2 separate regions of the Hordeum vulgare genome follow, and region 2 is linked to region 1. A link is a contact called in public Hi-C data. All regions are on one chromosome and are shown on one strand. The core of a region is the stretch at or near the end of the contact, and the rest is flanking DNA. Distances in the headings are between cores, read along the strand shown. Region 1 holds the start of LOC123396095 (plant UBX domain-containing protein 2). Region 2 holds the start of LOC123396129 (putative 1-phosphatidylinositol-3-phosphate 5-kinase FAB1C).

What was found. A called contact is a pair of places that touch in the nucleus more often than the background predicts.
Region 2: a contact with region 1 is called in a Hi-C map of seedling, with 4 times the contacts expected there. The contact joins the promoter of LOC123396129 here to the promoter of LOC123396095 in region 1. A contact is called at or near these places in 1 of 6 Hi-C or Micro-C datasets (seedling) and 1 of 1 datasets of contacts at active chromatin or transcription factors (embryo).

The regions. Positions count from the first base shown.
Region 1 is chr5H:424,698,789-424,705,815 of MorexV3_pseudomolecules_assembly, reverse strand. LOC123396095 (plant UBX domain-containing protein 2) reads left to right here and starts at 3,789. Exons shown (of 3, transcript XM_045091132.1): 1 at 3,789-4,732; 2 at 6,199-6,477; 3 at 6,890-7,027. The coding sequence starts at 3,971.
Region 2 is chr5H:425,233,123-425,240,149 of MorexV3_pseudomolecules_assembly, reverse strand. LOC123396129 (putative 1-phosphatidylinositol-3-phosphate 5-kinase FAB1C) reads left to right here and starts at 3,770. Exons shown (of 12, transcript XM_045091179.1): 1 at 3,770-4,264; 2 at 4,356-4,647; 3 at 4,941-5,654; 4 at 5,740-5,893; 5 at 5,963-6,304; 6 at 6,495-7,027. The coding sequence starts at 4,358.

The sequences.
Region 1 (7,027 bases), core at 2,540-5,039:
TCTTGTTCTTCTTTTGCTTGTTGGGAGCTTTCCCGTGTAAATAGTTTTCTTTTTCTTTGGGTCAAGGTAGAAGACCATGGTTACAATGTTTAGTGGCTCTCGCATGCATATCTGTTTATCTATTAAAGAGCCATATTACTTTGTCTTCTCCTTTGTGTTTGCCTACAGATTCCAGCTTTAGTCCAACGCATGAGCACGCTTATTATTGTTCACATCGTTCAATCGTGCAAGTGAAAGGCAATAATGACGATATATGATGAAGTGACTGAGCCTGGAAAAGCTGGTATGAACTCGATCTATTTTGTTTTTGTAAATATGACCAGCTCATCGTGCCTGATTCAGCTTGTTGTGAGAGAAACATGTTTGCAATGACAACTTAGAGATCATAGTTTCTTATGCCATGCTTACTTAGCTAGGAGCTTATAATGGTTTGTCTTGGATGCCCACATGAATTTTGAGATGACTGTGTTGTAGTATGATAGGATGGTATCCTCCGTTGAATGATTCAAGTGGCTTGACTTGGCGCATGTTCACGCATGTAGTTGAAACAAAATCAACATAGCCTCTATGATATACATGTTCATGGTGATTTATGTCCTACTCATGCTTGCACTCAATGTTAGTTAATCTCAATGCATTTTGATGACTGTTGTCGCTCTCTAGTTGGTCGCTTCCTAGTCTTTTGCTAGCCTTCACTCGTACTAAGCGGGAATACTGCTTGTGCATTCACTTCCATAAACCCAAAGTTGTTCCATATGAGTCCACCATACCTACCTATTTGGGTATCTACCCGCCGTTCTAAGTAAATTTGCATGTGCCACTCTCTAAACCTTCAAGAAATAATCTCTTTTGCATGCCGAACCGCTCATGTGGTGACAGGGGGCTATTAGTATCTTCCATGCTAGGCGTGTTATCCTTGATACTATCATTCATGAGAAAGGGGCCGATAATTGGAATTCCTAGTTCCATGCTCAAATCGAAAAGATAATTGCAAACAAAACTCCCCCTGGATTGATGTTGGTATGGACGGCACCCGAGGATTCGGCTAGTCGTGGATTGTGATTGATTGGTGGTGGGGGAGTCAAAACTTTACTTTTCTGTTTGGGAACCGCCTATAGCATGTGTAGCGTGGAAGATGGTGAGAACTCTTAGTCATTGCGTTGACAATGAAAGCATGCCACCCAAAATTATTATCTCTGTTTTCAAAAGCTTGAGCTCTGGCACCTCTGCAAATCAATGCTTCCTTCTGCGAAGGGCCTGTCTATTTATGTTCCTGTTGAGTCACCCTCCTCTTATGAAAGCACCAATTAGAGAGCACCTCTGTCGTTTTTATGCTTTGCTTTTAATTGTGTTGAGTATGACTGTGACTGGATCTTCTTTGCCATGAATTACAATGTTTAGTGAGCCCTTGGTCTTTGAAGGTGCTCAGCATTTATGTTTTGCGGTCTCAGAAACAGTTAGCGAGATACCATCTGTTCGTACTGCTTCATGATTGTTTTGATTGAAGTGTTGACGTTTGAGACTTATTATTATTTGCTCGCTAGTTGATTATGCCATTGATATGAGTTTACCGTGAGACCTAGATGTCATTTGCTTATGTGGTTTGCTTGTGATCTTGCTGAAATTCTGGTTATGAGTTAGACATAGTTGCAACAACAAGATCAAACAGAGTTCGTCAAAGTTTTTCTTTTGTCTCTTTCAGTTTGTCAACTGAATTGCTTGAGGACAAGCAAGGCTTTAAGCTTGGGGGAGTTGATACGTCTCCGTCGTATTTACTTTCCCGAACTCTTTTGCCCTTGTTTTGGACTCTAATTTGCACGATTTGAATGGAACTAACCCGGATTAACGCTGTTTTCAGCAGAATTGCCATGGTGTTGTTTTTGCGCAAAAATAAAAGTTCTCGGAATGACCTGAAAATTTACGAAGATTTTTTCTGGAATTAATGAAAAATACTGGCGCAAGAATCAGCGGAGGGAGTGGAGCCGTGAGCCCACAAGCCCACCAGGCGCCCCCCTGCCGCGCCGGGCAGGCTTGTGGAGCCCACGACGCTCCACCGCCTCTCAATCCAGCTCTATATAGTCCGTTTCATCCGGAAAAAAATCAGGGAGAAGGATTCATCGCATTTTACGATACGAAGGCGCCACCACCTCCTGTTCTTCATCTGGAGGGCAGATCTGGAGTCCGTTCTGGGCTCCGGAGAGGGGAGATCGTCGCCATCGTCATCATCAACCTTCCTTCATCGCCAATTCCATGATGCTCTTCACCGTTCGTGAGTAATCTCATCGTAGGCTTGCTGGACGATGATGAGTTGGATGAGATCTATCATGTAATCGAGTTAGTTTTGACGGGGATTGATCCCTAGTATCCACTATGTTCTGAGATTGATGTTGCTACTACTTTGCCATGCTTAATGCTTGTCACTAGGGCCCGAGTGCCATGATTTCAGATCTGAACCTATTATGTTATCGCCAATATATGTGTGTTTTAGATCCTATCTTGCAAGTTGTAGTCACCTACTATGTGTTATGACCCGGCAACCCCGGAGTGACAATAGCCGAAACCACTCCCGGAGATGACCATAGTATGAGGAGTTCATGTATTCACCAAGTGTTAATGCGTTGGTCCGGTTCTTTATTAAAAGAAGAATATTAATATCCCGTAGTTTCCATTAGGACCCCGCTGCCACGGGAGGGATGGACAATAGATGTCATGCAAGTTCTTTTTCCTAAGCACGTATGACTACATATGGAATAGTTGCCTACATTAGATTGACGAACGGGAGCTAGTTACATATCTCTCTGTGTTATAGCTGTTACATGATGAATAGCATCCGGCATAATCATCCATCACCGATCCAATGCCTACGAGTTTTTCCTACTGGTCCCTGCTACTGTTACTTTGCCGCTACTGCTGTCACTGCTGCTACTGTTACTCTGTTGCTACTGCTGCTATCATACTTCTTTGCTATTGATACTTTGCTGGAGACACTAAATCTTTCAGGTGTGGTTGAATTGACAACTCAACTGCTAATACTTCAGAATATACTTTCGCTTTCCTTTGAGTCGAATCAATAAATTTGGGTTGAATACTCTACCCTTAAAAAACTATTGCGATCTCCTATATACTTGTGGGTTATCATGCCCCTACTTTTAGCATATGTCATTTAATAACTTCTACTACATTACTAGGGGTAACATGGTCTTTTTGCATGTAATTTAATGACATCCAGTCCATGTTTAGTCCCTGAAAAGAAACCGGTAAGGACTAAAGACTTTTTAGTTGGGACTAAGAGGGTGCTTGGATCCAAGAGACTAAAACTAGTTTGACTAAAACTAGTCTCTTTAAGAGGCTAAAGTTCCAAGCAACCCTGACTAAAGAGAGGCTAAAACTAGTCTTGAGACTAAAATCTTTTAGTCAGGGATACCCCTACTAAAATGTGCATTAGTCCTCTCTCTCCTCATTTAACTCCTCATGCAAGTTTTGGATTGGAGGGTTTGGAGGATAATAAATGCTCATTAACTTGATTTTAGTCTCTTTAGTATTTGAATCAAGCATGAGTGAGGCTAGCAAGTTTTAGTCTCATTATTTTTAGTCATGGGACTAAAACGTATCCAAACACCCTCTAAAAAAAAAGTTTTAGGACTTTTTAAAGAAACAGGGCCTAAGCCCACGGGTAGAGCGCAAGTGCTATTCTCCAACAAAGCCCAGTTTCAGTCCCGAGTTCATCCCGGCCCACTCGGCGAAGATGCCTTCGCAGCGAAGTACCATGCCATTGCCTGATTGCCGGACGCCGGCTTCATTTCCCAGCTGGATCTCCACCACCGTAGCTCTTCCTTCTTTTATCAATCTGTTCCCCTCGCGTTGCTTCTTCCCCTCGAACCCCGCGGAGGCAACCACCACCGAGTCTACTCCCCGTCCACGCCAATCCTCCTCCTCCTCTGCCGCCTACACCTAGTGGCCGCCGGCGACCATGATGAAGGACAAGATGAAGGATCTCATGAAGAAGGTCACCTCCTCCTCCGCCCCGTCCTTCAAGGGCCCCTCCCACGTCCTCGGCTCCGGCCCTCCCCCCTCCGCCTCCACCTCCTCCTCCCGTCAATCAAACCCTAACCCTAGCCCCAGGCCCGCCCCCAAGCAGCAGCCCCCGCGCCCGCCCGGCCCCTCCGAATTCACCCCCTTCACCGCCGTCATCTCCTCCTCCTCCTCCCGCCGCCCAGATGCCAACGGCGGCGACACGGTCGTGTGCCCCAACTGCGGCGACGCCTTCTCCTCCGAGCACGCCGTCTCGGAGCACCTCGATGGCTGCCTCGCGTCGGCCGGCGGCGCCCGCGCCCGCGCTGCCGCGTACCTCGCCGCGAACCCGCCCGCGGCGGCCGCCGAGGTCGTGAAGAAGCTTCTCGGCAACCTGCTCAAGGAGCCCGGCAACGACAAGTACAGGAGGGTCAGGCTCGGTAACCCTAGGATCAAGGAGGCCGTGGCGGACAGGGAGGGCGGGCTTGAGCTCCTCGAGGCGGTAGGGTTCACGATCGGGGATGAGAGCGGGGAGCTCTTTGCCGCGATGGACGAGACTCCTACGGAAGCGAGGCTTAGCGGGATCAGGCAGGCCGTGCTACTGCTTGAGAGGTCCCATCCTTCGGCATCGCTACCTACTCTGGCCGGGTCTGAGTCCAAAGAGAGCTGCCGCAGCGGAGTTGACGAGCAAAAGGAGGTTAACAAGATTGTTGATCGTCAGGTGAGCAGGCGTCTAATTCAATGTTTACTCCATCAATTGGTTATGTGGATGATCATATTTTGCTCAATGAATTGAACTGCATGGATAGGTTGGTTTGTCCACACTATGATTTTCTTGGTGTACACATGTCACATCTTTACTCGTGAGAAATAGATTTTGTTTGAACTTAGTAATGAGTAAAAACGACTAAATATTGATGTGCTTACACCAATAGATCATAAAAATGTGATGCCATTTCTGTGAGATCAGTGCTAAATTATGCAGTCATGTTCATATATAGGAAGTCTGTCTTAACAATGTGGTACCATTTCCATGACATATTGTGGAATCCCGGAAACTTGCAGTCTATATTACTCCATCATACTCCCTCCGTCCCAAAATAAGTGTCTCAACTTTGTACTAGCTCTAGTACAAAGTTATACTAAGGTTGAGACAGTTATTTTGAGACGGAGGGAGTATGTTGGAGGTCAGAATGTAGGAAACTACGTAGTATGTAAAATGTGATACTTCCTTTTGCTGTACACTTCTATATTCATGTTTGAGTTTTGGCCCATCTTTTATATTGCCGTACACTTCTATGTTCATGTTTGAGTTTTGGCCCATCTTTTATATTGCCGTACACTTCTACATTCATGTTTGAGTTTTGGCCTGTCTTTTGTATTGTTGTACACAGTACACTTTGATATTCATGTTTAAGATTTGGCCTGTCTTTTTTATACCTATGATATTTAGTTCATACCTAAATTAAGTTATTTCTATGTTCGGAACATTGTAGCATTCTGTCAATGTTGTTACTTTTTGCTACAAAGTATGTGGAATGGTATCTTTATAATGTTCCTGTTTGGGATACACTACATGTTGTCTCTATCGTGTAAGACACATGCTACAGAAAATGCATTTTATACACTTCTGCAATTATAAAATGTATATTTCAAAAATTGTAGAGCAATTAGTTCTAATTAAATATTGGAACTTGGTCCCTGATTATATATCAGATGCAGATATTCGGATTTTGTTTTTGAATCTGATCTTGCGGGGATGGACGTATCACGTATGGGTTCAGGTAAAACTGTTGCAACTTCTGACTAAAGAAGCTAAATTGACATGTCACAGCTCCCAGCTTGTACTTCTGACTAAAGAAGCTCAAATAAGATACATATCATGGTATTGGGATATATCAGTTTCTGATATATATGTGCGTAAGTTGGCGGGGGTATATCAGCATCTGATAGCATACATGTGTTTCACCACTAACATTTTTTTTCCTCAACATGTTGAATTTAGTAATTACTGTAAGGGTATTTCTCTTGAGACCTGAAATTTAGCATATATACGACTATATGTGCTCTGATGCGTCCTTTTTCTGTTATGTTCTGCAATTGATTGTCCATTTTGCAGTTTGCTGTTGCTCCCATTTATATCTCCTTAGAAATGTAATTTATTGAACTTCCATGATAACTTCACAGATTCGGGTATTCTTCAATGTCCCTGGAAGTTCTGTTGCAGAAATTGATACACCAGATTCCTTCTACAAACTTAGCGGTGAGGAGGTAAGGAACGAGGCAAAGATGAGGAGGGAAAGGCTGGAACAATCTCGGTTGCTAATTCCAAAGTCATATAAGGAGAAGCAGGCACTGGCTGCTCGACAGAAGTACAAACAAGCTGTCATCCGAGTTCAGTTTCCTGATGGAGTAATTCTCCAGGGCGTATTCCTTCCAGCGGAGGCTACTAGTTCACTATATGAGGTACTTCTGCCCTCTATGCTTGTTTGTCTGTATGATTTTGTCCCGTTGAGTATCATCTGCATATCTCTCAATCGAGAATGAGGTGTTGAATCCTTTGGTATTTTCTTCCACTCTAGGACTTGTACACTTGTCATATACACTATTTATTTTGCGTACCTGATTATTTGTCAATATCCCAAGTGTAATTCTGGAATTTGCAAGTTTGGCTTACGGGCCAATGTCGAATCTGTATATAACAGTCTTTATGTATGTTTGAAGTCATGAAGTTGTTTCCCATGCTTATGTTGTTACCTGGGCTATCCAACGGTATTTTGTACGTAGTGTTTAAAGCTATATTCACCTAGTATCACATATTCATTTCAAGTACTGGCTTTGTAGCCTTTTGGTTAATCTGCTGCTTTCCCTTATGCAGTTTGTTGCGTCCGCTTTGAAGCAGCCAGGCTTGGAATTTGATCTTATCTGTCCAGCTGTTCCTAGGTCACGTGTGTTACCGCATTCTCCAAATACAGGAGAGCGGGCACGCACGTTGCAAGATGAAGGCCTAGTACCT
Region 2 (7,027 bases), core at 2,521-5,020, 530 kb before region 1:
CACTGTTGGGTAAAGTAGCAAAAATTCAAAATTTTCCTATGCCATACATAGATCTTCCTATGAAGAAACCAGCAACTAGAGAGGGGTGAGAGCATCTTCATACCTTTGAAGATCGCTAAGTGAAAGCGTTGCTAGAACGCGATTGATGGAGTCGTACTCGTTGCGATTCAGATCGCAGTGTGATTCCGATCTAGTGCCGAACCACGACACCTCCGCGTTCAACACATGTGTAGCCCGGTGACGTCTCCTGCACCTTGATCCAGCAAGGAGGAGGGAGAGGTTGGGGAAGAGCTCCGGCGGCACGATGGCGTGGTGGCGATGGAGCTACGAGGTCTCCTGGCAGGGCTTCACCAAGCACCGTGGGAGAGGAGGGAGAGGAGAAGTAGGGCTGCGCCGAGAGAGAGAGAATTGCGTGTCCCCAATGGCCAAAACCTCGACTATATATAGGGGGAAGGAGAGGGGGGCGCACCCTTTAGGGTTCCCACCCCCAAAGGGTGCGGCAGCCCTAGATGGGAGGGGCTCGCGGGCGGCTAGGGGAGGAGAGGGGGTGGTGCACCCCTAGGTGGGCCTTAGGCCCACCAACGCTAGGGTTCCCCCCCTTCCCTCTCTGGTGCGCCTTGGGCTAGGTGTGAGGGGCGCACCAGCCCACCTAGGGGCTGGTTCCCTCTCACACTTGGCCCATGTAGCCTCCCGGGGCTAGTGGCCCCTCCTGGTGGGCCTCTGGAACCCTTCCGGTGGTCCCGACACGTTGCCGGTGGTGCCCGAAACATTTTCGGCGTCCAAACCCATCCATCCTACATATCAATCTTTACCTCCGGACCATTTCGGAGCTCCTCGTGACATCCGGGATCTCATCCGGGTCTCCGAACTACCTTCGGTAACCTCGTACAACAATTCCCTATAACCCTAGCGTCATCGAACCTTAAGTGTGTAGACCCTACGGGTTCGGGAGACATGTAGACATGACCGAGACACCTCTCCGGCCAATAACCATCAACGGGGTCTGGATACCCATGGTGGCTCCCACATGTTCCACGATGATCTCATCGGATGAACCACGATGTCAAGGATTCAATCAATCCCGTATACAATTCCCTTTGTCTATCGGTATAGAACTTGCCCGAAATTCGATCGTCGGTATCCCTATACCTTGTTCAATCTCGCTACCGACAAGTCTCTTTACTTGTTCCATAGTACATCACCCCGTGACTAACTCCTTAGTCACATTGAGCTCATTATGATGATGTTCTACCGAGTGGGCCCAGAGATACCTCTCCGTCACACGGAGTGTCAAATCCCGATCTCGATTCGTACCAACCCAACACATACTTTCGGAGATACCCGTAGTGCACCTTTATAGTCACCCAGTTATGTTGTGACATTTGATACACCCAAAGCACTCCTGCGGTATCCGGGAGTTGAAGGAAAAAGATACTTGACATTACAAAAGCTTTATCATACGAACAACACGATCTAGTGCTATGCTTAGGATTGGGTCTTGTCCATCACATCATTCTCCTAATGTTGTGATCACGTTATCAATGACATCCAATGTCCATGATCAGGAAACCATGATCATCTATTGATCAACGAGCTAGCCAACTAGAGGCTTGCTAGGGACACATTATGATCTATTTATTCACACATGTATTACTGTTTCCTGTTAATACAATTATAGCATGAACAATAGACGATTATCATGAACAAGGAAATATGATAATAACCATTTTATTATTGCCTCTAGGGCATATTTCCAATAGCTTCGTGGTGTTGGTGTGACTTCATGGTAATATCCATCCCTCCAATGATGGTGAACACCGAGATACATCCTTGTCATCGTGTACTCAATTACCTCTAACTCTAGCTCCTTACTTTTGATTTACTTTGGTCACTTGACCTTGCATTTACTACATCTTGTCGTTCTCGTTGTATTGTGTTAGTTATCCCTTTGTAGAGATTATATTTAGGCCTATAATTTATATTCCACAATTCATACTTGTCGCTATTGACATATCTTTGCAATTAGTGTGGATTGCTATATTGTGTCACACATTTTTCATCTTGTGATATTGCTCATGTAAGTTTGTGTAACTTACTTGGGCTTGTTTATATCATTTGTGTGCTCATTTTATTTGGAGTATGTTGTGGTGCACTTATTGAGCCTAGTATATTTAGAATTTCTATTTGAAAAATATTTGCTTAGTTTATTTAGGTGTTAGAATAAAGCCAAATCCATATAAGTTTTTAAACGCGTGTTCACCCCTCCCCTCTAGACGACATCATGGTCCTTTAAATTTTATGCATCTCTAGCCTATATATATATAGTTTTATTTTTCTATTTATATATGTTTAATTGCCTACGAAAATATTTTTTGGTTGCATAGTGTTACTATCTACACTCCAAAATGTACGATTTTTACATTAAACTATGACCAAATCTTCTTTATATTTGACAACTAATTAACATGCTAGGAAAACACCGTACCATTAGAATCTTCATATTTTTTTTGAATTTAAACATCTTTTAACTAGTATATATTTTTTAAACAACGACCAATGTAGCATCTCAAATATTGCGCTCCTTTAGAGAAAAAGTATGCAACTTCGCACTGAATGAGTATTTAATGTTATCACATAATATTAAAATATCATTATATTATATTATGTATACTTCCTCGACTATGTGCATCGAGTGCATTTTTTGAGGGTATGTGCGTCCAGTGCATTGATAACAAATATATAAGCAAATAAAGTACCCTACATCAAAGATCTACATAGTCCGCCATTAATTATGTCCCATTATTAAGACATAGATAAAAAGAATCAATGCATTTCACTTTCCTTAGACCAGGCATGCTTTTACAATTATGTACTCTGTTCGTTTCAGAATATAAGGTGTACTATTTTTCGTGCAAGTCAACCATTTAAATGTTTGGCCAAGATTATAAAATAAACTAACGATATATGCAATACCGAATAGATAAAATATGAAATTACTTGTCATGATGGTTCAAATGATATGAACTTTATATTATGGGTGTTGGTATATGCTCCTACAAACTTGGTCAAACATGATCTTGTTTGACTTAAAAAATACACCTTATATAAATAAACGGAGGGAGTAGTTAGTAACATGCAATGACAAGTGTAATAGATAAGGGTATGTTTACCGAGGGATATATTTTCGTTGCGGTTAATAATCAACATCTAGTCTCCCCATCCCTTTCTATAAAAAATATTCTCTTCATATTTGTCAGGAATTACAAGGCATATTTTGTTTTATGAGATATTTTCATTATCTTTCCCAAGCTTTCTCCTTCAAAACTAAACTTAGTGATACAAGTATATTTAAATCCTACCATTATATGCCATTGATAATGGCCCATTATCAACAATGATACATATAATTTTTCATTTCATTCTATTTTAAATATCGTCCACTTACACGTGTTCGCGTGTAGAACACACGCGTCACCATGCCATCACATGTGTTGCATATACACTTCACACTCGTGCGCTGCGAAAACAATGGTAAGACCTAGTTTCCGCACGTTCGCGGTCTGTTTTTAAAGTGGACAGTGAATTATTTTAGGTTATTAATAATCAGCAAAAAATAATCAAGAAAAGATGGACATCATTAAGTGCCACAGATAAGATTACATCGACATCCATTGCATATTTCCTTGCATTATTGCATATTTCCTTGCATTGATAATCATCCGTCCTATAATAGGTACCCCCGCCATATATCCACCGTACTCCACAATTCCACAAGGCGAAACCGGAAGGAGGAAACGGGATTTCGACAGCGCACGCCGCTTCCCCTCGCCGTTAGCGTCCCCATTTTACGGTGTCACATTCCTACTACTAGTATTCACTCTCAAATCTCCCTCCCAATCTCCATATCCGTATAATAAGCACCGCCGCTTCGCCGCCGCCGCCCGCCTTCCCCTGCCCTCTCCCTCCCCTCCAAGCTCTCGCCAACGCACGCGTTCCCACCCCTCCAAAGCTCCCAAATCTGCAGCCAAGCCGCGCTTCTCCGGCCCCGATCCTCTCGCCGCTGCCCGCCGCTCCCGCATTGGCTGAATCCCCGCTCCACCGCCTCCTCGCCGGAGCCCCGCTCCATCGCGTCCTCGCCGGAGCACGGCTCCATCTCCCAGCGCCCCCGCCCCCCAGGGCCTGGGCACGCCAGTTAGTTCCGCGCGCGTTGGTGGGGGTGGACGGTGGCTTTGGGAGGAAGGAATCTTCCGCGCGTCCGCGTCGCGTAGGTTCGGCGCGCCCCGTTGTTTCTTGCTCCATTTTTCTGGCAGTTTTTTTTAGTCGGTTGGTTTGAGCGTAGCGTGGTGGTCTGGTAGGGATGGGCGTGCTGGATTTCGCGGCGATGGGCGCACCGGAGAAGGCCAGATCCCTCGTCGCCGACTACCCGCAGCGCCACATGCACAAGGGCGGCGCCGATGGTGACGCCCTCGCGCGCATAGAGACGCGACGCCGCCGATCGGTGGGGCATGGCGGCGGCCCGCCCGGGCGGCCAAACAGCCCGGCGTCGCCTGCCGAGCCGCCCACGACGCCGCTGCGGGCGCCCGAGGCGAGATCCAGGAGCAAAAGCGACGTGGCGCCGGGCTCCCCTCCTCCAGACCGCGATATTAGGTAACGAAAATCTCTGTCTCTATCTATAGTGCAAAACTAATTGGTTCCTAACACTAAACTATAGTAGTACTCCAAATGATATGGAAGTGAACTAGTAAATCATTTATTATTTACTTCCGTTGCCTGCTAATAAGTGTAAAATGTCTGGTCAATTACTTAGAATGGCTTTAATTATCGCCCCTCTTTCTTTGGAAGTAGTGGTTGATGTTGATGGATGCTGATGGCTTGAGGAGTAGAGGTTGGTTGTCTAGCTCTGGCCACTGTTGACGAGTTCTGAATGATTGTTGATGCAGGCAAGCGGACGACGAGGAGGCTCATGAACCCAGGGTCCAATTTTTAGCCCCTGGGACTTACTTCTTAAATGACTTTTCAGATACAGATTCTAGTGTTAGTGTTAGTAACTCAACATACAGATCGATGACCCCAAGCCCCACAGAGAGTCCTACTTGTGCCGCGAGGCAGAATGATGCTTCTGATAATGGTGCAATTGCAGCGATCGACTCAGATGATCCTCATGACCTGGCTGATGTTAGCATCGCTGAGAACAGCAGACCAAGCCATGGGCCATCCTCTATCTTCGACTTTGGTGATAATATTTGGTGCCCACCACCGCCTGAAGATGAGATTGATGATGCTGAATCGAGGTTATTTGGATTCGATGACGATGATGATGAAATTGGGGACTCCAACGACACTTTTGCCCCAAACTGTTTCAGTGCTAAGACTAATAGAGTAACTGCTGCCAGTGATATCAATTGTGAGTCCCACCAAGAGAGTGTTCAGAAGGATCTATTTAGGCATTTTCAAGCTCTAGTTGCACAGTTACTGAAGGCCGAAGGTGTTGTGTTGGCCAGTGAGAAGGATTCCAAAATCTGGCTAGATATTGTGTCCTCGTTAGCCTGGCAAGCCGCTTACTTTGTGAAACCTGACACCAAGAAAGGCGGCAGCATGGATCCTAGTGATTATGTGAAGATCAAGTGCATAGCATCTGGGAACCCAACTGATAGGTATGTGCTCGCTTCTGATGTTTCTACGCCTTGCATGCTTGTACTGTTCATAATTTGATACTGATTGATAGCCTGTTGATTGCAGCAATTTTGTAAGAGGGATTGTTTGCTCCAAAAATGTAAAACACAAACGGATGGTTTCCGAGTACAGTAATGCCAAATTGCTCATTTTAGGAGGTGCACTTGAGTACCAGAAAGCTTCTAATAAGTTAGCATCAATTGGGACTATACTCGAACAGGTTTGTATCTGTGCATGTTTTTGAAATTTAAGTATGATGTTTACATGCTGACAGATGTTCTATCTGTAGGAAAAGGAATATCTACGAACTGTTGTTGGAAAGATTGAGTCTAGGAAACCTAATGTGCTGATAGTTGAGAAGAGCGTCTCATCTTATGCCCAGGAGCTCTTAGCGAAAGATATCTCATTAGTTCTGAATGTAAAGAGGACACTTTTGGAGAGAATATCAAAATGCACAGGCGGTCAGATTGCCTCATCAATTGATAACATTGCTTCAGCAAGGCTAGGGCAATGTGACATGTTCAAGGTGGAGAAGGTTCTGGAATCATTTGCATCAGGACATGCAGAGAAGAGACCAACAACAAAAACACTGATGTTTTTTGAAGGCTGTCTGAAGCGCCTGGGTTGCACGGTAATTACCCCTTTGTGAAGATACTTGATTGGAATAATAAAATGGTTTGTTGGGCATTTATTTTCACTTCTCCTATCATATGATGCACTCACCTGTTGATCTTATATACTTTGGAACTGTTCTTGAATTGTTTACTCATACGTTATTCCAGAACCATTCTGCAAGCTAAACGTGCAATGCTTCTATTTAGGTCCTACTAAGAGGTAATTGTCGAGAAGAATTGAAGAAGATCAAGCATGCAATGCAACTTGCAGTGTTTGCTGCTTATCATCTATCCCTCGAGACATCATTCCTTGCTGATGAGGGCGCAACAATTCCACGTGTTCTTTCGTTAACTGCGATGGGTGCACAACAAGCATGGACCAATACAGGTCACGTTTCTGCTAAGTCTGCTGATCGTGATACTACTGATACTCTCAGAGCCGCGGAAGAGAAATGCCTACATACTGCTGCCATTGTGCAAATGTTTGATGGTATTTCTGCATCACCGCCTTCATTACGATTGGATGGGGAAAGCCTTCGAAGTGCACCTGAGTGTACTGAATCTGAATCTCCTGTTAATCATGACAATTTCCTGAATGCCGTGAATGCCTGCCAAAAAGCTGTCTTGGCTCAGATACCCGTGAATTTATGTCAATTGGAAAACAGTGGGAATGGCCTACCACCAGATGACTTCCAAGCAGGAGACCTAGATAACCAGAACAGGCTTTCATGTAGCTACTT